Regions from separate parts of the Danio rerio genome. Here region 1 is linked to region 2. The links are chromatin contacts, called in public HiCAR-type maps. All regions are on one chromosome and are shown on one strand. Each heading gives the region's core, a stretch centred on a gene start, on an enhancer-like site or on the middle of the called end of the contact. The rest is flanking DNA. Distances are from core to core; before and after follow the strand shown. Region 1 holds the start of lrrc18a (leucine rich repeat containing 18a). Region 2 holds the start of drgx (dorsal root ganglia homeobox).

What was found. HiCAR-type assays count read pairs that join an accessible place to other places.
Region 1: a HiCAR-type map of caudal fin shows a contact between it and region 2, with 3 times the contacts expected there. The contact joins the promoter of lrrc18a here to the promoter of drgx in region 2. A contact is called at or near these places in 3 of 18 Hi-C or Micro-C datasets (caudal fin, embryo and fibroblasts) and 1 of 4 datasets of contacts at active chromatin or transcription factors (caudal fin).

What each region holds. Positions count from the first base shown.
Region 1 is chr13:34,399,670-34,406,654 of GRCz12tu, reverse strand. lrrc18a (leucine rich repeat containing 18a) reads right to left here and starts at 3,752. Exons shown (of 2, transcript XM_005156961.6): 1 at 3,665-3,752; 2 at 1-1,257. The coding sequence starts at 1,253. The coding sequence ends at 408. wdfy4 (WDFY family member 4) reads left to right here. Exons shown (of 63, transcript XR_012388779.1): 48 at 461-495; 49 at 4,473-4,515; 50 at 5,058-5,177; 51 at 5,267-5,384.
Region 2 is chr13:34,307,879-34,314,620 of GRCz12tu, reverse strand. It overlaps drgx (dorsal root ganglia homeobox), which reads right to left and starts at 2,198. Exons shown (of 6, transcript NM_001037105.1): 1 at 2,141-2,198; 2 at 1,529-1,629; 3 at 623-724. The coding sequence starts at 2,198. It overlaps ercc6 (excision repair cross-complementation group 6), which reads right to left. Exons shown (of 20, transcript XM_683880.10): 19 at 6,045-6,123; 20 at 4,875-5,961. The coding sequence ends at 5,536.

The DNA.
Region 1 (6,985 bases), core at 2,503-5,002, 90 kb before region 2:
AACTACACCTCCCTTTCATCATGTGTTCAATAGTTCACTTTTTCCCTGTGTCATTTTGTTTTATTATGCATAACATAATTTGTAAACTAATTAGATTTGCTTTCTTTGCATATATATATATTTCTTTGGTTGCTATCAACATCTGGTGAAAATTTCAAGTCAACAGCTTCTTTAGAAATATGTTTTCTAAGAAAAACTATGACATGTTAAATACTTATTTTCCCTGCTGTATATTTTACAATTTTATTCTATTTAAACCATTCACTCTATCTTTAGAGGCACGATAAAGCTTAGTTTGACACATATTTTTTTTCCTTTCATTAAAGATAGATTGAAATCAATCAATGACTGATGGAACCCTGCAAAACCTTTAGTTAATTCCATAAAATTTACAGGAGGAGACATTTTTAAAGAGTGTTGTCATTATGTGTAAAGGTTGTTTTATTGGTATCTCCAGCAGGTCTGGCCTGCTCTTTGTGAAAACCAGGAGGTGAGGTAGTAATCCACTGCCGCCAGATTTCTTGACTGCCTCGTGCTACAGAGTTTGGCGAGATCAGCCCTGAAAAATTACTCTTCTTTTGCAAGCTATCTAGCTTTTTCTTTCTGCACCTTTCTAGACAAGGGTGGCACAAATCTCCCTCTCTCGCCAAATACAGATTTCCAGTCGTCTTCATAGAATCTGAATCTTGTCCGTCCCGCTGCCTGTAGACCACAGGGTTGCGTTTGGTGTTTAGCTTTGTCAGGTTGGGCAGCACGCGGGTGCATTCAGGCACCTGTGTGAACAAATTATCAAAAAGTCCGAGTTCTGTCAGGTTTGTCAACCCAGCCAAAGTGGGAGGAAGAGCGTTTAGACGATTCATACCCAAGTTCAGAACTTGCAGGTTTCTTAAACTTCCTATTTCGGGCGATAAACCAGCAGAATCCAGATTGTTGTTGCAGAGGTTGAGGTGAACCAATGATCTCAAAAGTCCGATATTTTCAGGAAGCCGCTCGATTTGGTTGCTGTGAAGATCTAACCAACGCAAGCCAGTGAACTGGCCAATGAATTCTGGGATTGTTTTCAGTTTATTGCGGCTTAGGTCAAGTTCTTCAACATTTCGTAACTTTAGGAGGCATTTGGGAAATGTGGCGATGCCTACATTGCTCAGATCAAGTCGTAGTTTTCCTTCTGGTGTTGCTCTGAGGGCATTTTTAGCCATTTTCAATGTGATCTTTGTACCTTTGGCTCCTGCCGCTCTCTTCCCTTTAGCCATGGAGCTGCACAGACACAGATTAATGGTTAAACGCTTCTGAAGCATCTATTTGATTAAGTCTTAACTGGAGTCATGTAATTATTATCTCAGGACCTTGTAGCTTTAAACATGTACGACTTAATGATGGGACAGTTTAGCTGTTTGCACTGGGAAAGAGGAAATCATGTATGCCCACAGGCGAGATTAGGGGCCGCGGAGGTGTTGGCCATTAATATTTACACCCAACTCACTCACTCACTCACCCAGCTCACCCTAAAGGTATATTTTAGGATAATTTCGTTCTCTAATTAAGGCTAAGCCAGATAACAGCGGCCAACACATATCTAGGGAAAAGCTGTTTGTGTTTTCTGTCTGATTGATCCAGGGCGGCGCTAGCTATCCGTGTGACTGCGTGGAGAGAGTCAAATCAGTGCTTTGATAAATGACACTAGAAAGAGATTTAAACTTGCTCCCTTCATATCTTCCCATTAAAAAGGAGGAGTGGCTGCATTGTAAGCCCTTTGGCGACTCATTAATCACATTGGTAGATGGGCTAATACGGTTCGTACTGTTTCTATTAGACCTTTTGTTTTTGAATCCGTTGCATCCGAGAAGTGCAATTACAGAGAGCTGACCATCGGCGCGATCCATTTTCATGTTGTTTGTGATTCGCTGATTCTGAACCCCTCCAAACGCAGAGAAAATTGAACGGTGTTTGCTATTTTTCGTGACATATGGAATATAATAGATGTCACAACTACATGATTTCGAAGCAGGAGTCGTTTGTAAATGGAATTTACTTTCTAACTGAGGAATATGGATTTTTTTGGAGGAATTGTTTAGTCAGGCTAGTGTAAACCAGAATATAATTTAGTAAAAGTGATTTTAAAAATGTTATATGTGATATGTAAACATAATATTGAATACAATCAAACTTTTTTGTTGCTTTTAAAATGCGAATAACTAGTTAGATGCCTTTTTTGTATGTGTGTGTAACAATATGATGGATTAACATTTATTGTCTTTGATAGTTGTGCCACTACTTGTACCTTTAGTCACTTTACTATTATTTCGTAGATGTAAGGAGTCAATCAAGGGTCATATATATATATATATATATATATATATATATATATATATATATATATATATATATATATATATATATATATATACTTGCAAAATAAAAGAAAGATTTGCAAACAAAAAATAAAGTATTGAGCAAAAATAAATAAACAAATAAATGCAAATCTTCAAAAATCGCAAAGCAAAAATTTATTTTTGAGAAATAAAAAATTATTTTGCTAATAAAAATAAAGAACTGCAAAGGGAAAATTAAGTTTTGAGAAATAATAATGAAATTATATATATATATATATATATATATATATATATATATATATATATATATATATATATATATATATATATATATATATATAATTAAATAAATAAATAAAAAAATAAAATATATTCAACTGTGAGTTCGCGATGCTGTTTGTCGTAAACGTCCAAGTTCCCTTGACTCCGCCCCCTCGTCGAAAAAAGAAACGCACAGACATGGGAAGTGCAAAGTGTGAATAGCATTGCCAAATCATGGATGACAGCAAAGCAAATCAAAATGAGCATTGCAATTGACTGGATGGTTTTTTTTTAAAGGCAATGCTACAAATACGTTTTGTGAATATTTGTATATGTATATTATCTATTATATATATATATATATATATTTTTTTTTTTTTGCAAATATTTTAGTTTTTTTTTTAATTTCCTAAAACTTAATTTTCCCTTTGCAGTTGTTTATTTTGTTATCAAAATTAATTTTTATTTTTCAAAAAATAAGTTTTTTTTTGCTTTGCGATTAGTATAGTATACAGTATACAGAAGTATACATATGACCTTACACTATCAGAAATAAAGGTACGCGATCATGCACCCCAGTGACAGATTACGTACCTTTATTTCTTTTCAAAAGGTACACATTTGTACTAAAAGAGTCCATATTTGTACCTCAAACTTATATATTAGTACCTACACATTTTAAGACAAACACTTTTGTACTTTTTTGGTACTAATATGTACCCTTGAGATAATAATATAGACCTTTAGGGTACAAATTTAATCTTTTTGAAAAGGTACCACCCCAGTGACAGCTCGCTTACCTTTATTTCTGAGTGTGTAGATTGACTCCATATAGATGCAATGAAACACTTTTATTATCTTTTAACATTTGTGTGACCTTTGATATTTTTTCTGTGGTTTAACACTTTATGGCAGTCTCAGAAAAGCTAAAACGATTAACGTTAATAGGATTACACAAAAAAGTGTGTGGAAAAAAACATAATTTTGCCCCAACCCACTATTGTTACTCAGGATTAATTTCATGCTCTCTCCGCTGTAAAGGAAGACTTAAATACGTTTATTTTACTCACGGTTTTTATATACGGTCCACAACAGAATTGCTTGAGAGTCAGGGGAGGATCTTCAAACTGTAGACCAAAAAGAAGCTTTGTCCTGTTTAACTTTAGTTACCAAGCAACGCTAGCACAGGGCTCCAGGAGTTTTATTGTCCTGTGACCAGAGCTGCACAAAAGAAAGGGGAGTAAGAAGTGTTGCAGCATTTGTGTTTTCACACTCACTCAGATTACATTTCCAGAATGTTATTTGAGGCCCAGGACATTAATAGTTTCACCTATTAGCCACGAGCAAACTTCATATTTTCTTTTCTGTCTTTCTTTCTTTACATGTGGGAGTAGTGAGAAATGCATGATCAACTTGCATGCATGTCAAATCACTTGTGATTTTGCATGTTTGGGGTCTCTTTTTGTGATCTGCTTATGTGTGTGAAGGACAAAACAATCTTCTATGGTAGTACTTTGTGCTAATAGTTATTTTCAAAAACCTATAGATGGCAGTATTTACTCCTTTAAGGGCTTGGGTTGGACGATGGAAGAAAATTTTACCCTTGTTTCCACAAGAATGTGTATGTTTCTATTTGGCTCTTCTGTCTGCTGAAAGACCATGAGCTTTCTCTGTTCCCCAACCTGTTGCTATGCAACTATAGCAGACTTGGGTTGGATGACTAGTAAATTTAGGATCTTTAAAGAAGTAAACAACCAAATGTGCAGTAGGCCTAACAGCACATTTGTTATTGATTAAAATTTATTTAGAGACAGTAGCACATTTCTTTGCTTAACAATAAAAAAAATCCATAAAATTTGTCTTGCTCTGTTTTTACAGAAAAACATCAGCAGTTGAGAAGACCGTCTTAATTAAATGGCAGGTAATGTGAACCGTCAGTTACTTTGATCATTCATTCATTAATTTATTTACTTTTCGGCTTAGTCTCTTTATTAATCTGCGGTCGCCACAGCGGAATGTACCGCCAACTTATGCAGCATATGTCCTCGCAGCGGATGCCCTTCCAGCTGCAGCCCATCGCTGGGAAACACCCACACACTCCTATTCACACACATACTGTACACTACAGACAATGTAGCCTACCCAATTCACCTCTACCGCATGTCTTTGGACTTGTGGGGGAAACCGGAGCACCCGGAGGAAACCAACATGAACACGGGCAGAACATGCAAACTCCACACAGAAATGCCAACTGACCCAGCCGTGGCTTGAACAAGCGACCTTCTTGCTGTGAGGCGATCGTGCTACCCACTGTTAACTGTTATTTGTTACAGTATATAAATGCTGCTTTTACAGTAAAAATGAATCCTATATTTTTTTTCCTCTGTGATTTACATTAACCTGAACATATCTTGTTTTAATTTCTACTGTTTTTGACCGTGTTCATTTATTTATTTTCCTTAGAGGGGTGAAATCAGCAACTTTGAATACCTCATGCATCTAAACACACTTGCTGGACGGACCTACAATGACTTGATGCAGTATCCTATCTTTCCCTGGGTCATCGCTGATTATGAATCAGAGGTAAAATGAACATGCATGCAAACTTGAGATGCTTGAATTTTTTTTTTTTTTGTGATGCTGGAAATTGTTTTGTTTGTTGATCTTGTTAGACTCTGGATCTGTCCAGTCCTGCTACATTCAGAGATTTGTCTAAACCAATGGGAGCTCAAACTGAGAAGAGAAAAGAGAAGTTTATTCAGAGATACCTTGAAGTGGAAAATAATGATGGTAAACCATAACTATTTATGTACTTTTCTGTTCTCACTCACTTTCCTGGCTTAGTCCCTGAATAATCAGGGGTCGTAGAATGAACCGCCCTACTTTTCTGTTTTTATATACAATTATTGTGTGTTTTGTGTGTTTTTTTATGTTTTCTTTTCTTTTCTTTCTAAACTCTGAAGGAACCATTCTGATTTAGTTAACCAGTCTGAAATTAAAAGTTTTGTTGTGGTTTCTAACCTTCATTTCACCCTCATCTCAACCAACATCTCACCAACATTTCAAAGCAAACTTTGTAAAAAAATAAAAAATAAAATAAATAATAATAATAATAATAATAATATTAAGACTTTGCAGTTTAGAAGTATTATGGGGAAATTTCTTTATTGATTTGTTTAATTTCATCCTATGATATTACTATTTCAGCTACCTCCACCACTACTACTACTACTACTACTACTACTACTACTACTACTGTACTACTACTACTACTTCTACTACTACTACTACTACTACTACTACTACTACTAGTAATAATAATAATAATAATAAAAATAATAATAATAACAACTATAATAAAAATAATAATAATGATAATTACAATTAGTAAATTGCATTAATGAAACGATTAATAAACAGCCATTATCGTGTGCCTAAATATTACTTTTAGGGCTTGCAACAGCAGCTTTTAAAAAAACAAAAGCTGAATCAGACAAATTATATGGATTAAAGCATTTAGGGAACTGCACTAAGTTATAAAAAAAATTATAAAAATGATATATTAATAATATATTTTATTTAGTGAAAGTTTTATGAGTTTTTCTATGTGCACTGCGTGATTTAATAACACTTTCATATTCTATTCAATTCAATTCAGCTTTATTTGTATAGCGCTTTTACAATGTAGATTGTGTCAAAGCAGCTTCACATAAATGGTCATAGTAGCTGGATCAGGGTAGTTCAGTTTTTAGTGTTTAAGTTCAGTTCAGTTTAGCTCAGTTCAGTGTGGTTTGAAATCATTACTGAGAGTCCAAACACTGAGGAGCAAATTCATTGATGTGTAGCTCTACCGATCCTGAACCATGCAAGCCAGTGGCGACAGCGGAGAGGGCAAAAAAACTTCACCGATAGGAGAGTGAAGAAAAAAACCTTGCGAGAAACCAGACTCAGTTCGGCATGACCATTTTAATTTCTCCGCTGGCCAAAAGTCTTGTGCAGAGGTGCAGTCTCAGCGGTGGAGGCTGGAAGCTGGCCTCAGCGAAGATTCGTCTGTCCCTGGAGCGTCACTGAAATCAGACTCATGCTCTCCACTCCCCCATGACCACCAGTGCAGCAGCAGCTCAAGATATGGCCTGGTCTCGGATATGGAGACCTGGGATCATCTAGTCGCTGGTCTTGGATCCAATCAGTGACTCCGCATAATCTGAGGGCCTCGGGATGAGTATCCCCAGGTGGAAATGGAGAAAAAAAGAGAATAATTAGCGTAGCTGCTGTTCATAGTGTATATAAACAAGATGCAGAAACTTGTGTGGAAACCTGCTAAGTGTATGCTTTACTAAACAGATAGGTCTTTAATCTAGTTTTAAACTGAGAGAGTGTGTCTGAGCCTC
Region 2 (6,742 bases), core at 949-3,448:
GCGACCGATTCATGTTCAGATTTAATAATAGGAATCGGGTAATCCGATTAGAGAGAAATAATTTGTTTACAATCCCTAATTTACAGCCGCGAATTCCATTATCGCGTCGCAGTCATTGGTTTTAAGCGATAGTAAGATGACCCTGGGGAACAAAAGGGAAACTATTATATTTCCGACAATTAGATCTGAGCTCAGAAGGCAACCCAAAAGCAAATCTGGAATGCAGGAAATTGCATCCAGACACATTGAATGCAATTACACGTGGCCGACTTGATGTTATTTGCAAGGCCGCAGAATATGAAATCGGAGGTTTCAGGTGCAGCCTTCTCGGGACGTTTGTCTCGCATCCTTGCTCCATTTGCTGAAACGCGGAAATGGCAGTGCATCTAAGCAATTTTTATACCTTAGAGACGAGGGCAAATTAGTGGAGAACATTACCACTAGTTAATTATGAATGACCGATTAATCAACCTAATCTAATATTCCACATTATGTTGATGTTATTAAAGCGCATCACGGAAATGACAGAGTGGCTTCATTTATTTTCTTTGGCCAAACGTGCAGTGAGCGCCTTTATACGTGATGTCTCTGTGCATCTGGACTGTTGTGGGAAGACTCTCACCTGGACGCGAGCCTCTGTCAGGTTGATTTTCATAGCCAACTCTTCCCTCGTGAACACGTCTGGATAGTGCGTCTGTGCAAAAACCGCCTCCAAAGCCTCCAACTGTGGAAAGATTGAATTGTGTTCGTTGCGTCAATTTAAAATTCAGAAACAATTGTTCGTTCCCCGAGTATGAATGGTAAGTTAAAACTTACCAAAACTGACTTACATTTTAGTACAAGTAAGATGATGACAAAGTGGTAGAAATTCATCATACTGCTTGACCGCAATTATTTAAAATAATTATAGGAATTCTATATAGATAGGCTACATAAAGAAATGAAAACATTTGACAGTGTCTAGGCCTGCATGCACTTCGGCCTTTTCTTTATAGGCTATCTTACGTTTCCATCTGTGTCAATTAAAGCTTTAATAAATAAAGGTGTAGCTAAAAGATAAAGGAATTTTCGCAGTGATGCAATAAAAGATTCCTCAAAGGGAACAGTTTAGAACAATTTACCATAACCCTTTAAGGTGCATTTCTTAAGAATATTTTTTATGGCCTACATCTTTTATTGAATACTTTTATAAATAGTAATATGCAATTAAAACAATGATAACCAACTTAAGGGTTAATATGAAGAAAAGAGCCTATATAGTTTTTTAAATACAAGAAACTTTTTTGCTACATAGAAACACTTTGGAAATGTTACATGAATGTTAAAATGTAAATGAGTTTAACAAAATGGTTTTCCCTTTTGCTTTACAAAAAAATAAAACTTTACTTCCTAAAGGTGTCTGTTTACGTACATTTAAAAATGCGAAGCAATGTCAAAACGGTCGTTTATAAAACAGTCATTATAATGCAAGCTATAACAGTTTGATTTTGTATCAATCTGTCATTTTTGCTCCTCGCTGTTTTGGTACCTGTTGTAAGGTGAAAGTCGTCCTGTTTCTTCGTTGTTTTCTGCGCAGAAAACCGTCATCAAAGTCTCCAGAGGCGTGATTCCCGAACCCATTTGTGTTCACTGTTTTAAACAGGAACGCAACACTTTTAAAATAGAACATTTCAACAGGACAATAATATGCGTTATGCGTAATATGCGTTTTCCATTATTTCCGTTCGTTGCCTCTCGCTTAATAATACTGGACTAATTCACAGAGAGCAGTTGATTCATTGTGGAAACCACAGAGTCACTTTACACAATGGGAAACCGTGACCAACAAAATGCCAGCTGAAAGGCATGACATCTAACATCTGTTCTCAGACAGACTGCAACAAAAAGTCTCAGCTGGGCGGCTGTCAAGCGCGCGATCACATAACCATGTGGCAAAACATTAAAGTCCACAAAACAAAACATAAGCACAGGCTAATTATTAAGTAGCCTAACTTTAATAATGCACATCATCAACATAGAATCAACATCACAGCAGGCGAAAAAAGACATACGCAATAACCGAAAGCGCTTCATTTTTATCAGATTTAAAATAGGCCTAGCCTATATAGAAAAAAATGTTAACATTTTGATTCTTACTTACATGTGTTGGTCCTGCAGCACTCTCCTTCTAACTGTGGAGGACAGTGAAAGTAAAACATGGTGCTTTGCGAGTGGAGAGAATAATTCACTCTGCAAAGAAAAACAGCCAAACGTCAGCTGTAAAGCTCTCCAACTCTCACTTGCGTCTTACAAACAACTTAAAACTATGCTAATACATTTCTGCTAGCACATAAAGTAAAAAAACCCGCATCCGTACCAGTGGACGGTCCGTGTGCAGTAGGGTTTCCTCGCGTCTCCTGCTCAACCTCAGCTGAGCAGTTTCACTCCCACCGTCAATCACTGAGCGCTCCGGTTTATCCGCTCTCGCGCGCGCAAGGAGGGAGTGACCAGATGTCTTTGTGACTGTTTACAGCATGACAACACTCGCCTTTATAATCTCCCACGTAATTGCAATTAATCAGATTTGGGTTTTCAAGTCGTTTGGATAGGTTCTCCGGATCGCGCACGTGGTGGTAAACGTCAAAACCCTCCGAGGCGTTCGAGCTACTCCAAAAGTGTAACTTTATCTCGATGCATGCATGCTATTCCCAAAACACAAACACGCGGGCACAAGCGCGATGCACTTTTACACAGTTGCTTTTTATATTAAAAATCTAGATGACTGTTTTTGAATTTAAAATTGGCTGTCAGACCAGTAATTGCTCATTATATGGGTTAGGGGTCCACTTTATACGAGAATCCACTGGCTGCGCGCTCGCAGGTCCAAATTTTGATTTTGTTCACAGCAAGGGGTCCGAGGATTTATTTCCCACTCTCGCGTAAATGATATGCAGCGGGACCCTTTCAATTACTTTTAAAACGCACGCGGGACGCCGCGCGCAGACACCGCCGCTCCTCTGCTGCTGGAAATGAGGCTCCGAGTAGCAGCTGAAATTTTGAAGTGCGGGACGGTATTGGATGAAATCACATAAACTGCAAAAAAGCAAGTGTAATGGTGCATAATTGGTTCTCTAATAGCATTACACAAGGATAATAGCCTGTTATGGCCCCCTGCACTATTAAGTGCTTCCCTGGCGTAGAACGTTTATGATATTAAGAGGGGAATATAATGATATTTTAGTTATTAAATGCGTGTAATTAATTTATGCACCGCTGAAAATAAAGTTGGTATTATGATCTCGTCAAAATGCATCGGAAACTGGGGGACGAGCTCTGTGTAACTTCCTGACATTTGTATTATTGTTCTGAACGGAGATATATTTAGACAGATCCAAGCTTTAGATTGGCTGATTTCTGCGGGGAGAGACGAGAGGGAGTGTTGCAGTAGTATATGTGCTTGCTCAAATGAATGTCATAAAGCGCTCGAGTCCTAAAAGCGCACGTGCGACGGAATAATTGCTGTTTTTCTCAGAAACTTTCAGTACCACGGCCAGCGACCGGAAAATGCTCGTGCACGAATACGTCCAACGTAAAAAAAAATCTTTTGTATTAATACGCTACAAATGAATAATTAAAAATATATTTATTTTTTGATCCTTTTTATTTACAACAAACAAACAAAACGTTTAAAGTGAGGTTGGAAATCGAGTGCTTGCACAGGGTTTCTACAAGTTTCATCGTCTTTTTAAGTCCCTTTTTTAAGACCATCAAGATTGAAATTTAAGACTTAAAGGGCTAAACGTTCTGGATTGTTTTAAATGGCCTAGCATAATTTTTTTATTCACTTTCTCTGTTTAAAAAAACAAACAAAAACAAATTCTAGTTATTTCTAAGCCACATATTTTAAATAAAATTTCAATAACATTTAATTCTGGAAGGGCATCCACTGCGTAAAAACTTGCTGAATAAGTTGGCGGTTCATTCCGCTGTGGTGACCCCGGATTAATAAAGGGACTAAGCCGACAAGAAAATGAATAAATGAATTTCAAAACAATCAGACCCTAGTTTTATACATACTAATAAAAAAACTCTTAAAAAAAACTTCAATAAACTAAATGTGTGCACAACAAACTGGCATAATATTAATTATTAATAGAGTTTTATGAAAGTGTTTTTGAGATATATTGTCGATGTTTGAATGTGTGTTGTATTGATTACATAAACAAAGGAAAATTAATGTTTAAAATGATTTAAGATATACAAGACAATTCAGTGAAAAGTCTGTGAATGTAAGACTTTTTAAAGCATAAAATTTAGACATTAAGACATTTTAAGACTTTTTTTTTTAGTTCCAACAGGCACCCTGTACATATAAAGCTTTCAAATATTATTTTCACAAAACTTGTAAAAGAAAAATTTTTTTGGTTAGTAAAGAATATTTCAGTAATCTAAATTACTTTTTTTACTTACATATTTTTGTGCACATAGAAAATTTATAAATAATCTTTATTTATAATAATAATATATATATATATATATATATATATATATATATATAGTTATTGAAATGCATTTTAAATATAGTTCCTTAAAATATTCATTTACTGTAGTTTGACAAGAAAAGCAGACAAAAGCAATAACTAAAAATGTGATATATTTGTGAAAATGTTTTTATTGCTTATGTTCTAACTCACACTGACAAACAAACAATATAGGACACACAGCAATTTGACGCAGTAACTTACAATGAACCCTGGTCCCTGAGAGCCCAAGGCACTGTGATTAATGTGCAACACAAAAATCATGTTTTTTTTTTTAAGGTAGTTCATCTTCCTGCTCATCATCCAGTGATGTATTCAATTTCCTAGATCATATTAATGAAACATACTAAGGAGTTGTTGTAAAGGATGATGTTTATTGTGTAACTTTTAATGAATACATTTAATTGTTCAAATGTACACAGTATTCCCCAAACAGCAGAGCTGGCTGCTTCGCACATCGCAATTACATTAAATCTCATTTGTTCTAAGTGAACAAATAGTAAGTGGAAGTTGAGGTAGATACTCTCAAGACATTAAATAATCTCATTTCAGATTTTAAATTCAAAACCATGGCAAATATCATGTAAACAAACTGGCACAAAGCACCGTTATAGGGTGAAAGCCCTACATAAATGTACATTTTCCATTATTGCCAAAAAAACAACAGTATTACAATATTATTCTAACAGTATTGTAATATATCTGGTCTCGCCAAAAGTACCCAAATAACACATTTACAAGTTCAAGTAATTTCCAGGAATTGTACAAAAACAAACAAAAGAGCAGCAAACAAAAAAAGGAAGACAACATGCATTTCTTTCATACAATATGAACATTTTACAACAGTTGGGCCAGTACAAACCTTTTTTGTACCTTTTCACAGCCAGCGGAGTTCTGGAAAGTTTATTGAAATGAACTGCATTTAACATTTTTGCACTAAATCACCTGCATTCCCAAGGGTGAGGTATACATTCTGATTGGAGTGTCTCGGTTAATAGCTTTTAATATGCTCCGTTTACCTGTAGTCAGCTTTAAGCTTCCACATCCCTTCCTTCCCAGGAAGCCTATGGAACTCACAGATATTATTCAGCAGTTCTCTGAACACTGGCATCTGTGTGGAAGTGAGCCTGGGAGTGAAATACTCCAGGATCTCCTTTGTGCTGGCCTGGCCGTCCACCTGAGCCTGGAAGGCCACAAAGTTCCTCAGGTCCACCAGAAGCTCGTCGTGTTCTGTAGGAGCTGCATTCACGGCAACAGACTGCGTACTTTCCTCTTCTTCATCCTCTTGACTCTGGGGTTTTTTGAGGTGGTTTCTAGCCCTCATTCGAGCGAGGAGAGAAGATGAGGAGAGAGATCCAGATTCATCCTCCGCTCCTTCACCGCTGAAGTGAGCAGCAGATCCTGGCTTCTTTACCACGGACTTCTTTACAATCTCTGCATCCTGTATTTAAAAAAAGAGAGCGTTTAATAACGGTTTATTATTCTTCAGGGGTTTGACAGGATATTGTTTCCATATAGATGTACCTTGCATTTCTCTGCTGATTTTGTCATTGTCCCAGAGGATTGAGAAAGAAGGGAGTTTTTCTTCTGGCCAAACCTTTTTCTAAGAAGAAAACAGATGTTTAAACAGTTGCACATTACTATTAATAAACTGTAGTGTTACTGTAGTTATAAACTAATTACTTCTAAAATCAGGAATTGCAGAATCTGCTTTCAAAATAAAATTTGATAAAATAATACAGAATGTCATAAATTTTGGATGAAAAAGAAATTAAAAAGAGTACTGTACACCTTAATACAAACTTGAAATATTGAATATTAATACTCAAATATAAAAAAAGTCTACACAATCTACACTTTTTCTTTTAAGTATTGTTTATTACACTGAAAGTTTCAAGGCTCTATTTTAACGATCTAGGAGCAAAGCCTAACGCTCAAGGCACAAAACCATTAAGGGCGTGTCTGAATCCACATTTGCTATCTTAAGGGCTCTGCTTATTCTCTTAATGAGTTATGGGTGTGTTCTGAGCATAACGTGCATTAAACTAATCAGAATCTCATCTCCCATTCCCTTTAAAAGCCAGTTGCGACGCATTTGCTATTTACATGGCGACTTTATAAGTGGAAAAACTAAATGGAAAATTCAGTTTCGTTAGCGAGAAAACAGTTAACCTGAGAATCTGCAGCGCAAGGATAAAAAATGAGCGTCCTCCATTCGGCCT